2 separate regions of the Mus musculus genome follow, and region 1 is linked to region 2. A link is a contact called in public promoter capture Hi-C data. All regions are on one chromosome and are shown on one strand. The core of a region is the stretch at or near the end of the contact, and the rest is flanking DNA. Distances in the headings are between cores, read along the strand shown.

Evidence for each region. Promoter capture Hi-C pulls out the DNA fragments that hold promoters and counts their contacts.
Region 1: a contact with region 2 is called in a promoter capture Hi-C map of erythroid cells, with 13 times the contacts expected there. The contact joins the promoter of Unc50 here to the promoter of Ccdc115 in region 2. A contact is called at or near these places in 1 of 39 promoter capture datasets (erythroid cells) and 1 of 484 Hi-C or Micro-C datasets (muscle stem cells).

What each region holds. Positions count from the first base shown.
Region 1 is chr1:37,428,762-37,431,609 of GRCm38.p6, forward strand. Unc50 (unc-50 homolog) reads left to right here and starts at 1,378. Exons shown (of 6, transcript NM_026123.4): 1 at 1,378-1,732; 2 at 2,532-2,815. The coding sequence starts at 2,536. Coa5 (cytochrome C oxidase assembly factor 5) reads right to left here and starts at 1,342. Exons shown (of 3, transcript NM_198006.4): 1 at 1,108-1,342. The coding sequence starts at 1,206.
Region 2 is chr1:34,438,281-34,441,129 of GRCm38.p6, forward strand. Ccdc115 (coiled-coil domain containing 115) reads right to left here and starts at 1,392. Exons shown (of 5, transcript NM_027159.2): 1 at 948-1,392; 2 at 763-866; 3 at 570-652. The coding sequence starts at 1,058. It overlaps Imp4 (IMP4, U3 small nucleolar ribonucleoprotein), which reads left to right and starts at 1,549. Exons shown (of 9, transcript NM_178601.3): 1 at 1,549-1,647; 2 at 1,761-1,869. The coding sequence starts at 1,645.

The DNA of each region.
Region 1 (2,848 bases), core at 128-2,627, 3.0 Mb after region 2:
ACCCTCTGTAAGAGCAACAAGTGCTCTTAACCACTGAGCCATCTATTTTCCAGCCCCCAGAGCCTAAGATTTTTAGGACATATCGTCAATGTTTGTATAAGCCTTCCTATGGATGAGAACCATGAATTGGATGTGTTAAAATAAAGACCTTTTAGTGTTAGTACTAAACTCTGTATATAAATGTTAATAGGGAGGGGCTGGCAAAGTGGCTAAGTAAAGAAAATGCTTGCTGTGCATGAGAGCTCCCAGTTCAGCACCCACATAAAGAGCTGGGCATGGTGGCAGAAGTCGTTTATCCCAGAATGGGAGTGGAGCCAAGCAGATCTGGTTAGGCTAGCCAATTAGGTCCACTGACATGCTATCTCAAGTAATAAGGTGGAGGGGCTGGAGAGATGAGTCAGCGGGCAAGAGGCCTTGCTCTTCTGAGGTCAAGGTCAGTAATGGGAAAACCATACTGAGTTCCCTCTGGAAGTTTCAACTTTTCTGGTTTTCCAAGAGTCATAAAATCTTAAGAAGTCTATTTTTGAGAAAGTTCTGAACCTTCTCCCCACTCCCCTTTCTCCTCACTATCCCCCACTGGAAGGTACGTTGTGATCATCTGAGTTCATACCCTACGTTTCTCTGAGCCCTTCTCATTCCTCGCCTGTTTCCCAAGGCAGCACATAGTATAAAGGCTTATGTTGAATTCCTCCCAGAATGCAATGCTATAGGTTTAAGATAGGTTAAAGATCGGCAGAGAGAAACTATGGCACACCATGAGATACTTCCATATTCTAGAAGCCAAGGAACCAAAACTCTCCACCACAGATCAAGTAGCCATGCGGCGCAGGCACAGGCCTTGGCAGCTGCCCTTAGAGTGGGAGTCTCTGGTGGCGCGTGCCAGCACTCAGGGATCGCTTCCTGAACAGAGCTGGCTGAAGGTTTACAAAATCCTTAGGTGGGTAGTAAGTTATCTCCCACTTAACACCAGTAAGAACTGGGGATGCGAGCTCAAGAGACCTGTCCAAAGTCAGGAGCGGACGCGCGACCTCTACCCTCGACGTGACCTCCCCTCGCAGGCCATCATGGAGCCAGTCTTGACTGAGCTCTGCCACCCAGATCCGCTACCTGGAGCACACAGGCAGACTGCAGCAGACATGCACCCAGATCCTCCTTCACGCCCGCACACGCGCCGCCCTCCGGCTTGTCCTCATAATACCGGGGCATGGCGGGGACCCACCGCCCTCACCACACTGGATCACGGCCCTCGGTCACCCCGCACGGCCCGGAAGGGCGTGGGACACGCCCACTGGCAAGCTACCGGCGAGGGTGGGAGAAAGTCTCAACAACTTCCGCCAGGAGTGCGACTCTTCAGGGTATGCGCACGCGTGGCGGAAGTGCGTGTCCGTAACGTAAATACAGAGCGCCGCAAGTGCGGGCTACGTAGCGGGAAGGGAAGTGGCCCCAGCGGCGGCTGGGCTCGGCTGCCCTGGGAAGGTGGCGGTAGTCCCGGGCCCAGGACGAGGCCTCGAGGGCCTTCAGGTGCGGCCTGCTCTGTGTGCGCAGGGTGGCGTTCGTGCCGTCGGCCGTTTCCACGGTTAGCTCGCGACCTGGCGTCTCAGCGGCTGGGCGAGGGACCGGCCGGCGCCCGGCAGCTCGAGTCCTAGGCCCGCCGTGGAGCTGCTGGGTAAAACCAAAGACAGCCGCTTACGTGGGAATCGCAGGATTAGAGCCGTTTTTCTATTCTAAGCAGGTCTGAAATTTTGCAAGGAGACACACACCCTGAAACCTTGTCGTTGCTTGTTCTTAAGTCAAATGTCACTGGGCCGTTTGTATTTTTAGTTGACAGAGGCTTGGGGTAATGGAGACCTGCTGGCGGGGCGGGGCGCCGCGCCGCGCCGCGGAGGGCAGGTAGGCTGGGCGGTGACCAGCAGTCATTTAGCTTCGGACTAGTTGGACTGGCCCCTTCGCGCTGTTATTCCTCCTACCCAGCCATCCTAGGAGTAAAACCATCAAGGAGTGTAATTTTTATTGTCACATTCTGAATAACCAGGGACTTGCTGGCCATCGCCGATGGACTTGTACAAATAAACTGTGTGTCTTACTTTTTCAGTAACCTTGCTTTTAGATTAAACTTTTTGTTTGTTTTAAATCTTGGTCATTACAAACACGGAATTTTGAACCAGTGTTCGGTCATTGTCCCGTGTTAATGAGGACGTCATTGCACACCCCCTTGTGCTGCTTTTTCCTTGGCCTCCATTATCAGTAGTGAGCTACTGCAGCTGTCAAAGGCTTGATTGAGGTGAAGGTTGGGAAACCATCGACTGAAGTTAAGTGCTTGTTTCAGGTGATACAGGAGTTTGTGGTACTGCCTTGATGGCATTACCCTTGGCCAGCCCCTAGACAAGCCCCAGAACCAACTCTATAGCTTCTGGCCCCTAATCCTTTCTGAAGGTGGCAAGAGAAAACGTCATAGCGCTGACGAGGAGTTCTAGTAGCCAAATAATTACATTTAAGATTACATCTAAGAGAAATGTTCTCATTCCATCTAGGAAGATGCTACCAAGTACTTCCTTGAGTTCTTCGATGCACGGGAATGGAGTATTAAATTCCAGGGATGCAGCAAGGCACACGGCTGGAGCAAAACGCTACAAGTACCTCAGAAGGCTCTTTCGATTTCGGCAGATGGACTTTGAGTTTGCTGCATGGCAGATGCTCTACCTGTTTACCTCTCCTCAGAGGGTTTATAGAAACTTTCACTACCGGAAGCAAACAAAGGACCAGTGGGCCAGAGATGACCCTGCCTTCTTAGTCCTCTTAAGTATCTGGCTCTGTGGTAAGTGTGTCTCAGTTTACAAGCAGTATAGTA
Region 2 (2,849 bases), core at 142-2,641:
CAGACTCCATTTTAAGCTAACCTGCCCTCACAATGACTTGGCTCCCACCCTTGAGTTCTGAAAAAAACAAAAAACAAAACGAAATGAAAAGCAAAAAACAACCAAACAAACAAAAATCCGAAATATTCTTGGCAGTTGCAAAACAGACGTAATAGCTGTGGTCAGTCGATAATAATGGGGTGGGCTAAGAAAACATGATTCGTTCCCAGGTGAAGATGCACCTTTTAGATGTGTGGTCCCTCCTTGTGGTTTGACCAGATGCTGTGAACCAATCAGCTTAAACGCCAACATTCCTTTAACCCTCTTACCCAACCATGTTATGTCAAGGAGGCTTGGAATACACCCCATTCCCTTAGACCTCCTCGGGCGGCTCTCCTATCCTGTTACTTGAACCCTACCTATCAAAGTATAAGAACCCCACCCTCCCACACCCCCGCCCCCCAGACATTCAACTCTCCAGCTCAGACGCTCTCCATTAATCAGATTCCGAATGAAGCAATTTCCTTAAATGTTCAATGAGTTTTGTCTTTAGCGCTGAGTAAGGGCTGACAGGTGGAAAGGAGACTTACATGCTTCGCTAGGCCCCACTTCCTCGGGGGTCTGGGCGTCAGCTTTGATCACCCTGAAGGTCTGGGGTCCATCCTGGGCCTCGCTGGGAAAAAAAAAAAAAAAAAAAAAAAAAGGGAAGTTGGATCTCTGGCCGCGCCGGCCTAGGTCCTGCCCATCCACTCTCCAAGGGGGGGGGGGGGGGGGGGCGCTCACCTGGCACGCACGCAGACCTGAGGCTCCATACGCGAGGCATACTGCAGGGGTCCTACCGACTTGGCTCCCATGGCATAGCGAGCCTTGGCAAGTGAGAGCCAACCCTGGGGAGACAGGAGAGACTTGAGACTGTTTTCCCTCCCTGTGCCCGCTTTCTATCCCTCCTTCCATTCCCCGTGGCCCACCTCCTCCACCCTGGCGTTCAGCGCCGCCCGCTTCGCCTCCAGTTCCTCCAGGTCACTGAGCAGCTGTAGGCACTTGGAGTCCAACTCCTCTCGCAGAGCCTGGACCGCCATGGCCCAGCCAGTCTTGGGACACGCGCGGATGGGCGGAGCCACTTCCTTCCAAGCCGCCGAATCACTGCGCGGCCATGTGCATGACAGCCAATAAGCGCTCAAGATCCGCCCTTAGGGGGGCAGTACTAATCGTGACCCGGAAGTCAAAGGCTTCAACTTCCGGGTGATCCCTGTCACCAGCCAGGACGCGGATTAGCGCCTGGAGCGGGATACTTCTCGAATCCGATGGCTACCAAAAGTCGGACCTTAACTTGAATCTAGGAAGCCATGCGCACAGTTCCTGCTTTTACTCTTCGCTAGCCTGCTGCCTGACCAGCTCAAGCACCGGTGAAGCCGCAGACGGACTAACTAATCAGGACGGTCTTAGACCACGTGACATCCCAAATCCGGGTAATTAATTGGTTGCCCGTCTGACCAATCACCTTGCGACGCCCTCCTCCATTCGCCATCTTAAGATGGGGCACTCTGACCGGCAGTGGAATCGAGTGAAGCCTCTAAAGGCCTTTTTGGTTGAGGGCGGAAGTGATCACTGCGTGGTGCCAGCAGCGCCAGAAGAGTTGGGACTCGTGAGGGAGCGGCGCTCATCATGGTAGGATGTTTTGATTTCCTGTTCTGGTTTAGCGGGAAAGAAGGGGACTACGGGAGGGCTGAGTTGTGGTCCTCGGTGCTCCGAAGTGGATGGTGACCCTGTGTGTTCTCTAGCTCCGTCGGGAGGCTCGCCTGCGCCGCGAGTACCTGTACCGCAAAGCCCGGGAGGAGGCGCAGCGATCCGTTCAGGAGAAGAAGGAGCGAGTCAAGCGTGCTCTAGAAGGTAAGGCCTCCCTGTGCTGGTGGGTTACAAGTCCTTGCTCGAGCATACTACACGGAGGTGTAAACGCATTTGAACTTAATGTATTTGTATCAGGGTGGCTGGTCATCTTTCCTTTCTCTGCTCGTTAGGTAGGACCTCACTGCTCACTGGTTTCTGAATGATCCCACCATGTGATAGTATGGCCGTTTATGCTACAGTTGCCCATGTCTACAGGTTGATTGCCAGTTTTGCTTACAGAATATCTAGTTTTTATTTAGTTTTAAAACATTGCCTCTGTCGGGTGGCGGCGGCGCACGGTTTCAATCCCAGCCCTCGAGAGGCAGAGACAGGCCGATCCCCGAGTTCGAAGCCAGCCTGGTCTACATAATGAGTTCCAGTACAGCCAGAGCTAAAACAGAGAATCCCTGTCTCGAAAAACCAAAAACCAAACCAAATCAAGCAACAAACCAACAAAAAACCTTTGCCTCATCTAATTGATTCCCATCTTAGGGAATGGGTCTGCAAGAATCCTTGGTATTTGTTTTTGTTGTCTTCTTCAAAACAAAATTAGAAAAACCTGTTATTGATTGTTATAATTGTCTTGCATTTTAATTCTTCTTCCATTTAGAATTTGACATTCGTTTTACAGGTTAGTTTAAAACTTTGCCTTACATTAATTCACATTTTCATTTGCCCTAATAAATGAAGATCCTCTATCACAGAGCTTAATTGGAAATGTTCTATTTATCCCTATTTTGCTTTTGTATCTAAGGAACTTCATGTCTCCCGCCTGATTGATAGTACAATATCCCTGGTGCCAGTAATTAAATTCCGTTCCTGTAATTTAGGACTATAAAGTATATGTGTGTCATGTAACGTTTTTTTGAGTTAAGAAGCATAATGTTAGGGCTGGGATTGTACCACAGTTGTTAGAGAGTGCTTCCTAACATGAAGGAGGCTCTGGATTCTGTCCCCAGCCTGACTCAACTGTGCCTGGGGGC